Linked DNA regions of Danio rerio: regions 1 and 2 are each linked to region 3. A link is a contact called in public HiCAR-type and Micro-C data. All regions are on one chromosome and are shown on one strand. Each heading gives the region's core, a stretch centred on a gene start, on an enhancer-like site or on the middle of the called end of the contact. The rest is flanking DNA. Distances are from core to core; before and after follow the strand shown.

Region 1 (3,383 bases), core at 129-2,628, 160 kb before region 3:
TGAGCACAAAAGAAGATATTTTGGTGAATGATGAAAACAGGTAACTATTGACCTCCGTAGAATGAGTGAAAATATGGTGGAAGTCAACCAGTTTCCAACATTTTTCAAAATATCTTCTTTTGTGTTCAACGCAACTCATAGCTTTAGAAAAAGTGGTGGGAGAGTAAATGACAACAGAACTCTTAAAAAGTACAATTTATTACCAAAATGGCACTGAAATTAACCATTTAAATTAAACCACTTCACTCATATGGGTTTCTTTGACTACCTTTGGATTTGTCAAAGTCTTAGGGATTTTGGAGGAACATAAATCTCCCAGGTTTTATTTAAAATGTAGCTTGTGGGTTTGGATTTAATGAAAATTATGTAGAGTTAAATGTGACCCCATTTACAAGACTTCAAACTGTTAATTTGTTTCAGGTGATGCAATGTAAGAATAGAACCCCTGTCGTTGGGATAATGCGTATATAACCAATAATTTTTAGTAAACAGGTTACAGATTACTAACTTGCTCATTGAAAGGAGTAAATGTTGACACGGCTTGCCACAAAGCATTTCACATATTCGTGACAAGACGGAAGCAGAGTAAACATCACCTCAGTGAAAAAAGTAACACAAAACAACAGAATACACAGAAATGTCGTTTAAATTAGACCTTACTCTGACTTTAAACCATTGTTTCATCCAAAATTACAGTAGTTTATAAGGTTACACGTAAAATATCGAACTTCGTTAAGTGGAAACCACACTGACGTTACACCTGACTGACAGACATGAGAATTTCAAGAATTACAGTACAAGTGTAACGTTACCAACCTCGCTCTTTCGCGTCCAGACCACCAGCCGGGCTTCTTGACGTTTGCCTGTCATAATCGTCTATTTTTTCAATAAGAACTGTCTGACCGACTTTGTCAAGAAGTGTTCGTAAAAGCTCAGTGTTTTCAGGCCCAATTGCAGTTCTTTCGATCAAGCACTCGAAGAGTTCAATCCCGGTGTCGATTTTCTCAAGTTTTTTCTTCCCGATGCCGACGTCAGTGCACAAAAACTTTAATTTGGCCACGTTATCATCTGTAAGCTTGTCGGAAATTTCTAGCAACATTGCTCGGAATCCTCTCTTGTCCATGTTTGAATGCTAACACGGCACTGCCGCTCGACTCATCTCCGCTTTCGCTTTCAACTCTCGGTCTGAAGTTTAGCGAGGACTCGTAAAATCCCCTCCCTCTCTCTCTCCTGCTTCTGAAGACACCCTGCTGCTCTGCTCTGCTCTGCTCTGAATGATCTGCTGCTGGACACCAAAACGACAAAATGTATTTCGCTTTAAAGATGACTTGTTTTAGAAATGGCTTCTTTTTTTGATGTTGTAGCTTAATGATTCGTTTGCTAAGCAGTGTCCGATTCGTGATTCAGAACTGTTCTTCTGAATCACTTTATTGGCTTCAACAGTTCGACCTTTGAACATTAGTAGCATAATATAAACAATTTGCATTTTGAGCTAGTCTTAAAAAGCACTAATAAAGGTCCAAAACAATAGACGCCATTACATTTGATTTTCCATAAGGATACAACTGCACTAGCTATTAAAATCCTTACAAACCATACAACATTATCCATTAAAGCACAGGTGTCAAACTCAGTTCCTGGAGGGCTGCAGCTCTGCACAGTTTAGCTTTAACCCTAATCAAACACACCTGATCAAACTGAGTCCTTCAGGCTATTTGAAGCAGGGTTGGAACTCAAATCTGCAGGGCTGCTGCCTCAGGAACTCAATTTGACCCCCCTGCATTAAAAGTAGCTTATTTGAATGTTTTCTTGTGTATTGGACACATTTCATAACAAATTATTAGTTATAACATGCTACATATTAATAAAAAAAATTAGGCCTACCAAGTTAAAATGTATAAACAGTTTTTTTTTTTACATTATTAACAGTTAAACCATTCCTTAACCATTGAAACAGTTTTTTCTATTTATTTTTCTGTGTGAACCATGTTTTTTTGTAATGATTAATCTCTGTGTGAAATCAAAGTTTACCAAGGTTTTTTTTTTTACTCTGCTAGCTCACATTAAGTTTACACAGACACCAATAATCCGATTTTAATATGATTAAGACAATACTCTGATTAAGAGGCTACCATGTAAACAGAGATTTGATTAATTTAAATAATTTTGATATAATCGAACTAAACAGAAATCAGATTAAGACGTGGGGTATGATTTTACTCGCATTATTGAAGTGTAATTCAGACATGTAAACACCTTAATCAAACTATTAGCGAGGCAGTGGCGCCCCCAGAAAATTTTCTTAGAGGTGGCCAGAAGAGGCCTCACCAAATCTTTGGGTGGCACACAAAAAACTAATGAATTTGAGTAGTTATATTTTTGTTTCTGGTAAATGAAATAATGTTCATAATGTAATTCATTTAATTAATTACTCTTGAAATATTACAATTTATTTCTTGAAATAATTCAGCAAGTACATGTGCAAGCCAAATGAAAATCAATATTTAGTTTAAAAACACTTTTCATATATATAAATATATTTTCAGTTATTTTTCACACTTTTATTGCACAGCATACAGTATATGCCACGTCTAAAAGGAATGAAGATTAATGGATTAATTAATAAAACAAAGACAACTAACACACAATAACTGCATACACACACTCTCACTATACTTATTCAATGAATGAATCAGCTCTGTCAGTGGCACCAATCAATAAACAATAATTTAGTAGATGCTATTTATTTATTTATTTATTAAAAATATTGTGAATTAAAGTACATTTAAATTAATAATATCAACAGCAAAGTAATATTAGGGTGGCCAGTTTACACAGGGGTGGCCGTGGGAAAAAAATGTTTCTGAATGAAAATGAAAGTGCCGAACTGCTGTTAAAGTCAACAAATTTAAAATTAAACACCTGAAATTACATGAAACTCCGGAGGAAATGTGGATAGCGTGGTGACAGCATGCAATTGTTGTTTAAAACAAAAAGCATGATGCATTTCATTGTTTTAGGCAGGTTTTATCACTTTGTGATTTTGGCCTTGAAAACACATTTTACAGCCTGAGTAGCAAGAATACAGCTTCAGTACTCAAATCCAAGATCCCTCAATATGTGCTATAACATGTAAAACGGGATTATGAAAGGAGCATTCAAAAAGTAAACACTGTAATCATATTATTGTCTAATTCAGATTAGGGCAAATCATTTGATTACTGATGTCCATGTAAACAGTCACTGTTATTCTTATCGTGCAAGGTAATCCACTAAAAATGAATGTTTAAAATTAAAAATGAACTGCTTCCGGGTTTGGAGAGCCCGATCTTCTGTCATGAAGTATAAATAATAAATACTTCCAGGAACATCAAAGAAACCTT
Region 2 (3,148 bases), core at 100-2,599, 170 kb after region 3:
GATTTTTTTTTAACTCAAATGGTTTGTAGCAATACACAATGTCACAGTACTCAGTTGGTCTGAGTTCTCTTCATTTATTGGGTTTTACTTCGTTCAAATAGCTTCATTTACTCAAATGGACTACATTACTCATTAGGATTAGTGTTTGAACTTAAATGGTTTGTTGCAATCGGTTTCCTCAAATGGTTTGAATTACAATAACTTTGGGTTTTACAATGTACGTAAGTGCACCTCTTGACATTTATGAATAAATGAAAGTGGCCGTTAATGTTTATTTTAAAGTTTCTTTTGCATGTAGTTCCCCCCTCTTCTTTGTTATGAATGAATCAATCCAAAAGTCCCAGTAAAACAATAAATAAATTCTACAGTGCAACGAATTCACAGCGCCATCCAGCGATCATTACTATGAATTGAACCCTACAGGCAGCATTTTCATGAATGGAAATATTTACTCTAAATTATTCTTTAACTTCTCAGAAAATCCTGCGAGTTCAGCAATTCACATAACAGGCACAATACGTTAAAAACCAAACAAGTTTAAATCTATATACGTATGTGCGTAAAAAGTGTCAAAAGCTTAAAGTTTAAACTTGCGGCTTACAAAAGGCGGCACTAATTTTGTTCACAAATTATTTTCATTTTTTTATTTATGAAAATGTAGATAAATATAGATTCAATAAAATTTGTAGTTTTAGCAAGATTTTGTGGGATTTAATTGTATGTAGGTTATGCAACTGTCCGGTGATTGCAAAAGAAAAAAGTTAATAAATCAAATTAAACATAAAACAAAAATAAGAAAATTATAGAAAAAAATAGAAAAAAAGAAAAGGCTAATAACTTGATATGACTTTATAATAAAAAACATATTTAATACGAGTTCGTCATAACTTATTTTATTAGCAATTGTTTTTACGTATTTCGGTACTTTTCATTTAAATTGAAATCCCCGTATCTTTAGAAAATGTTTGTTATAAATGTTTTTGTAGATTTTTAAATTAACATTTAAATATGGACAAACAACGAGTTTTAACTAAAGTTCTTAACATCCTTATGAATATAGAGAAGAAATACGCTAATTAATGCATTTTTTTATCAGACGCAGTATAAGAAAAGTTTAATGCATGCATGCATGTAAGGCACAAGTTTAAACATTGGTTATTTTGTGAGATGCATGACAGATGCATCATAATGAAGCATTTATAGACTAAAATTGTCTAATTTATTGCGTCTTGGCCGTCTGTTGGATGTCCAGCGGGGTGTGTAACTTTCTTCTCAGAACTGCCAAAGGGGGGAAAAAAGCTTATCGATTGATCTGATAAGAGGACAATTTAAAGGCCAGTCGCAGAGCTTTGCGCCAAAACAGAGCAATACACAGGAGATAGTGTGTGTGCATGCTTCCTATCAGAACAAGACGGTCTTTAATTACTGCAGATAATACTTAATAATGCTCCTCTTACTCTTTGTCACTGTTTGTGGAAGTATCGGCGTGGAGAGCCTCCCGTTGCCCGACTCTGGTCCACATTTGGCAAATGACTGGAGTGAAGCCGTCCGGCTACGACATCTGTACGCAGCCAGACATGGCTTACATCTGCAAATAAACACAGACGGAGAAATCAGTGGATCACACATGCAAAGCTCGGACAGTAAGTGACCGCAGCTCAAAATCACTGTCATAGTTAACTCAGCACTTTAAGTATATGAGCCAGGCAGGAAGGATGTCCAAGATGAAAAAGACTTGAACTATTTTTTAAAGCACAATTTTATAGTAGTCGATTTCTTAAAAGTTTATTCATGTTGTCTTTACAAAAATGCGTAAAAATGTCAAGTGGTGCAACCGTCAATAAAAAAAAAATAACAATAATAATAATACAAAAAAACACGTGGGTGTAGCCTGAACGTCTTAAAAATATTGTTTATAAAACGTGTTTTCCCATGTACATATATAGATTATTGCATTTACATTAGGCTAAATTGTCGGTAAATTGTTAGTGACCTATAACACGCGTGGAATAGATATCATTATAGAGCGTAATTGAGTCAAACTTATGTACTTTTTGTTGAATGCAATGCTCAGCAAATGAGCACACCCCATTTTGAAAACGAATATTTTTATCCATTTCTCAGTGAATATAGGTCATATATTTGGGTGCATTTGAACAAAACAGATTTATTAAACGGATATATGTATTATAATAATATTTTAGTCACCGAACGTCTTCAAAAATAGAATAATAATACATTTAAAACATATCCCTGAAAATACTACGTAAATTTCAAAAAAAGCTTTGATAAAAAAAAAGGTAAAATATTTTTCCCTAACATATAGCCTACATTTGGGCTACTAATTTTTGGGCCGGTATCATAAGTTTTTTTTGTTTTTTTTTTTGTTTTTTTAGATTAGCTCTAGATTTGGCTTCAGTACTGACTAAACTTATGTATATGCACAAAGATAATACGATAAAGCATCCTATAGAAAATCTTAATTTAAATGAGAGATTTGTGAGAGGTGTGCTTATATATGCCTAAAGATTTATCATATTTATGAAGCATAAGATGTTCCCAAACATTGTTTTAATTGATTTTTATCCATAGTTACAGACATTTTGACTTGAACAAATTTATCAAAAACAATGAAAATTTTGGTCAGAGAAAAAGTAACTCGAATCATTAATTTTTTGTTACGTATTATTTTTACAACACAAACACTCACGTCTTGCCGTTACCTCACAAGTCATTGATGTTCTTCTGCAAAACGCATATGCATTTTCTAGTTTAATGCAAATAAATATTTTAGGAATTTGCACATGTAACCTAAACGAGCATTAGGATCACTCTATCCACGTTAAATCTGCCGCCAAACAGTGTGTAAAATTCGTTTCTAGCTTTCATCATTTCATACATTATTACATTCTATAATATCTTTTTTTTTCCTCTAAAGGTTTGATGGAGATATGGCCGGTGGACACAGGCTGCGTAGCCATTAAGGGAGTTGCAAGCTCCCGATTTCTTTGCATGGAAAGACTGGGAAACCTGTACGGATCGGTAGGTTTGACAAACAGATGTAACTTAAAAAATCTGCATATATGCAAATTTAGGAAAAGTTTTTGATATGCAAGCGATCATGATCAGAGCCCATAATAGATACGCC
Region 3 (3,666 bases), core at 667-3,166:
ATAAAAGTTCTTGCCAAAAAAATGACAGTTTCAATAAGATTTTACGATAAGGATTGTCAGCAATAAAGTTATTGACATCTTTTCAAGATTCTGTAAAAAAATAAATAAATAAATAAATAAATAAAATATTGCAATATAGCCCAATAGCTACAACCGACATAAACAAATACTGTATAGGCTTCGGTTTTTACTACAATACATCACAATTTACTGTATAACTGTAGTTTTTATCATTTTTTCTTCAGTTTATGATAGTTAAAACTACAGTATGCTAAACAGTATAATAGACTTTACTGTAGCCTATGGTTCAAAAACACTATAGTGGCCTACTAATATTTTTATAGATGGTAAGACCAATAAAATGAGGAATCTTAAGTCATAATATATAATTGGGTTTCACTAAATTTATTTTACACGTTGACATATTTTTGTAACTACAAAAGTCTGCATTAATTTCTAATTCGTTAATGTTCACAAAACAAAAAAGCCCTGAAAACATGTAATGCTCTGAAAACATTTAATTTCATGTAAATATCTTTTTTTTTTAAATATGTTTTCTTTCAGAAAACTATTTAAATATGTAATACATCTTGTTCTTGTGGCATTGAACTAATAATATATACAATACCGTTCAAAGATCTGGGCTCAGTAGGATTTTTAAATGTTTAAAGATAAGCTTATCCTGCTCAATAAAGCTGCATTAATTTAATCAAAAATACAGTACAAATAGTAAGATTGTGCTATTGCACTATAAAATAACTGTTTATGAGTAGTTTATCATTTAATTTAATCATTTATTCCAGTGATTTTAAAGATGAATATTCAGCGTCATTACTCCATTCTTCAGACGTATGATCATTCAGAAATCACTCTAATATTATTATATTTATTATTAATAATAATAATAATAATAATAATAATAATAATAATGGTAATAGTAATAAAAGCAATAATGACTGGAGTAATCATTTCATATGAAACAACATACAATAAGTAAGCCGATATTATTTTGTAAATGAATATTTAACAATTTTTTACATTTAGTAAATGCCACCTTGGTGAACAGAATAATAATAAAAAATCATGATTTTTTTTTTATAAAACTTTATATATATATATATATATATATATATATATATATATATATATATATATATATATATATATATATATATATATATATATATATATATATATATATATATGGAGCTCAGCTCTGCCCATGTGACTCAGCAGTGCAGCAGTGAGTACCACTTGTCGTTGTTCGCCAGCAGAATTGTGTTGCTGTCTGATAGTGACATCTTGTGGTGAATTTTGTACGTTACATAATGAGATTAATGCATAAAATCATCTTACTTGAGGACGCTATGAAATTATATATGAATATTAAGAAGTATTACTGCAAATATATCCCCTGTCCAGTACATGAATGAAGGGAAACAATATAAAATAAATAGCATTCCAAAGAATTCAAATGAACGAAAACTATTAATAAATAAATAATTACACACTTCGTGTTTGTGAAACTAGCATTATTTTAGTATTATCATTGATAGTATTAAATAACCTCTCTTTCTTATTTACAGTACGTGACATTCCCATGCATATTTAAGCACATTTCGTCTATTATGCATGAGTGCGTGTTTGTCTAGTTGTTGTTTTACATCTTGCTGCTTCGTATTTACTAAGCACTAAAATAAATTTTATAAAATGAAGAAGGACCCATGATTAAACGTGTGTTTGGTGTCTGAAATAACGGACTCATGCTGGTGCTGTGAGGCATTTTTGGCACGATTCTGCGCACAGCGGCCGTCAGTCATCTCCATTTCCGCGTTATTTCCCCGGACGCGTACGTTCCTATGGATTGCTCCTAAAACTTCTCCACGACTGGGTACTTCAGTGTAAGAGTTGTATCGGTCTAACGGTGCTTCTGTAAAGGAGCTATAACTACAAGAGTCAATAACGTGACTATATTATGTTGTATTGCGTTGGAAACTGTGGATTTAGCAGATTCAGAGATAGTTAGGCTGCTCTGGCTAACTTAGTTAGCAAGCTATCATACCGGTATTAGCACTGAATTAAACCATGGCAGATGGGAAGAATGGAGAGACGACAGACGAAAATGAGTTAAAGGGAGCTACAGGTGGTGAAGGTAAGTTTAAGTTCGAGCTACATTGCGCGGGCTCTCTCTGACGTGACGTGAAGTCCACCACGGTGTCCAAGACTTCCTCACTTCGCCGGGCCTTTGAATGCTAGAATGAGCGACATACTTTTGATAGTAGGCCTATATGGCTATTTACAGCTATATATGAGTTTATGTTAGAAGTGTCTCGTTATTAAGTGTGTGTTAATCCTCTTCTTGTCTTTTGTTATATGATTGTGTTGTCATAGCCTATTTGACTCTGACGTATCATGGGCGTATGCTTTTTGTAATGAAAATCAGTGTTGCCAACTATTTCCATTGAAAAGTAGCTCAAGCCTGCCCAAAAAGTAGCTAAATGTTACCAGATGACGTCACACACTAACTTGCATATTAGTGACGTCATTACGTAGTATTACTCAGAATCTTCACATAAATCTAAAGAATTTATCTTTTTTATATAGTTTATTAATACATAAACAAAAATGCATGGCTTCAGTGTTCAGTCCCTACTTTTTTACATTTTCTGATTGAAGTTGACTCACTGCTGAAATCTTTCCATATATGTAAAAACAAAAAAAATGTGTCAGATTCCTGGTTCTATATGAAGAACTGTTGCCTTGATTTAAGGTAGAACGCTTTCCCAATGCTCTTAATTTAATTTCATACACTTTTATACAATTGTAATTTATTCACCCCTTCCTTTGTTTTGTTAATCTCTTTTTTTTCTTTTTCTGCAACTAATGTAATTTGTATTTTTCTCCTTTGTATGTCTCTTATATCGATCTCCTGATTGTGGTTGTATATTTGCATTCTTTAATTAAAAAAAAGAAAAAAATTAATATGCAAAATTCGAAAAAAAAAAAAAAAAAACGTCATTACGTAGTATCTGTCAAGCGTAAGACCATCATGTCTCTACTCTCTGAGGCGGTGTGTATTATATTATATTAAAGCTTTACATCTAGATGCACAATAAATAGGTTCCTATTAACACATTATTTTGCGTGATGACGGTTGCGTAATCGCAACTTAAAACTACCTCTTTATGTAATATACAAGAAAAGTTTTCTCAAACTGACTGGCCATCTCAGCAAAAACATTATTGGAAATATGTCCCTTTAGATTTGTATGAAATATATAGTTATATATAAATAAAAGTAATACAAATTTTTTTTATTTTAATTATTTTTAAATATAACACTGATAATGAACAGTTACATTCTTTTAAACAATCACAGCTTGTGTACTTATTTTTAACTTGTGAAATTAACACATTTGTGAAAGTGACAACAATTATAGCACTATTGGAAATTATTGCTTGCTAAATTACCCACAATCATACATGTTAACAGATATCAGGAAATTAACACTTATGAAAAACAATTTAAGCTCATTTTTTGAGTCATTTTTTAAAAATCGCTAAAAGTAGCCAAATGAATGTTAAAAATGGCTAAATTTGTTGCTATGTGCTGTTTAAAAAAAACATTGCTAGGGTAGTATGAAAAGTTGCTAAATCTAGCAACAAA

What was found. A called contact is a pair of places that touch in the nucleus more often than the background predicts. HiCAR-type assays count read pairs that join an accessible place to other places.
Region 1: a HiCAR-type map of caudal fin shows a contact between it and region 3, with 6 times the contacts expected there. The contact joins the promoter of fadd here to the promoter of zgc:153993 in region 3. A contact is called at or near these places in 2 of 18 Hi-C or Micro-C datasets (caudal fin and hematopoietic stem cells) and 1 of 4 datasets of contacts at active chromatin or transcription factors (caudal fin).
Region 2: a contact with region 3 is called in a Micro-C map of caudal fin, with 6 times the contacts expected there. The contact joins the promoter of fgf19 here to the promoter of zgc:153993 in region 3. A contact is called at or near these places in 3 of 18 Hi-C or Micro-C datasets (caudal fin, hematopoietic stem cells and an unstated tissue).

The regions. Positions count from the first base shown.
Region 1 is chr7:69,273,520-69,276,902 of GRCz12tu, forward strand. It overlaps fadd (Fas (tnfrsf6)-associated via death domain), which reads right to left and starts at 1,379. Exons shown (of 2, transcript NM_001386360.1): 1 at 817-1,379. The coding sequence starts at 1,123.
Region 2 is chr7:69,598,188-69,601,335 of GRCz12tu, forward strand. fgf19 (fibroblast growth factor 19) reads left to right here and starts at 1,350. Exons shown (of 3, transcript NM_001309359.1): 1 at 1,350-1,643; 2 at 2,939-3,042. The coding sequence starts at 1,445. It also overlaps a transcript of ano1a not described here.
Region 3 is chr7:69,429,409-69,433,074 of GRCz12tu, forward strand. It overlaps zgc:153993, which reads left to right and starts at 1,917. Exons shown (of 6, transcript NM_001076585.1): 1 at 1,917-2,152. The coding sequence starts at 2,086. It also overlaps a transcript of ano1a not described here.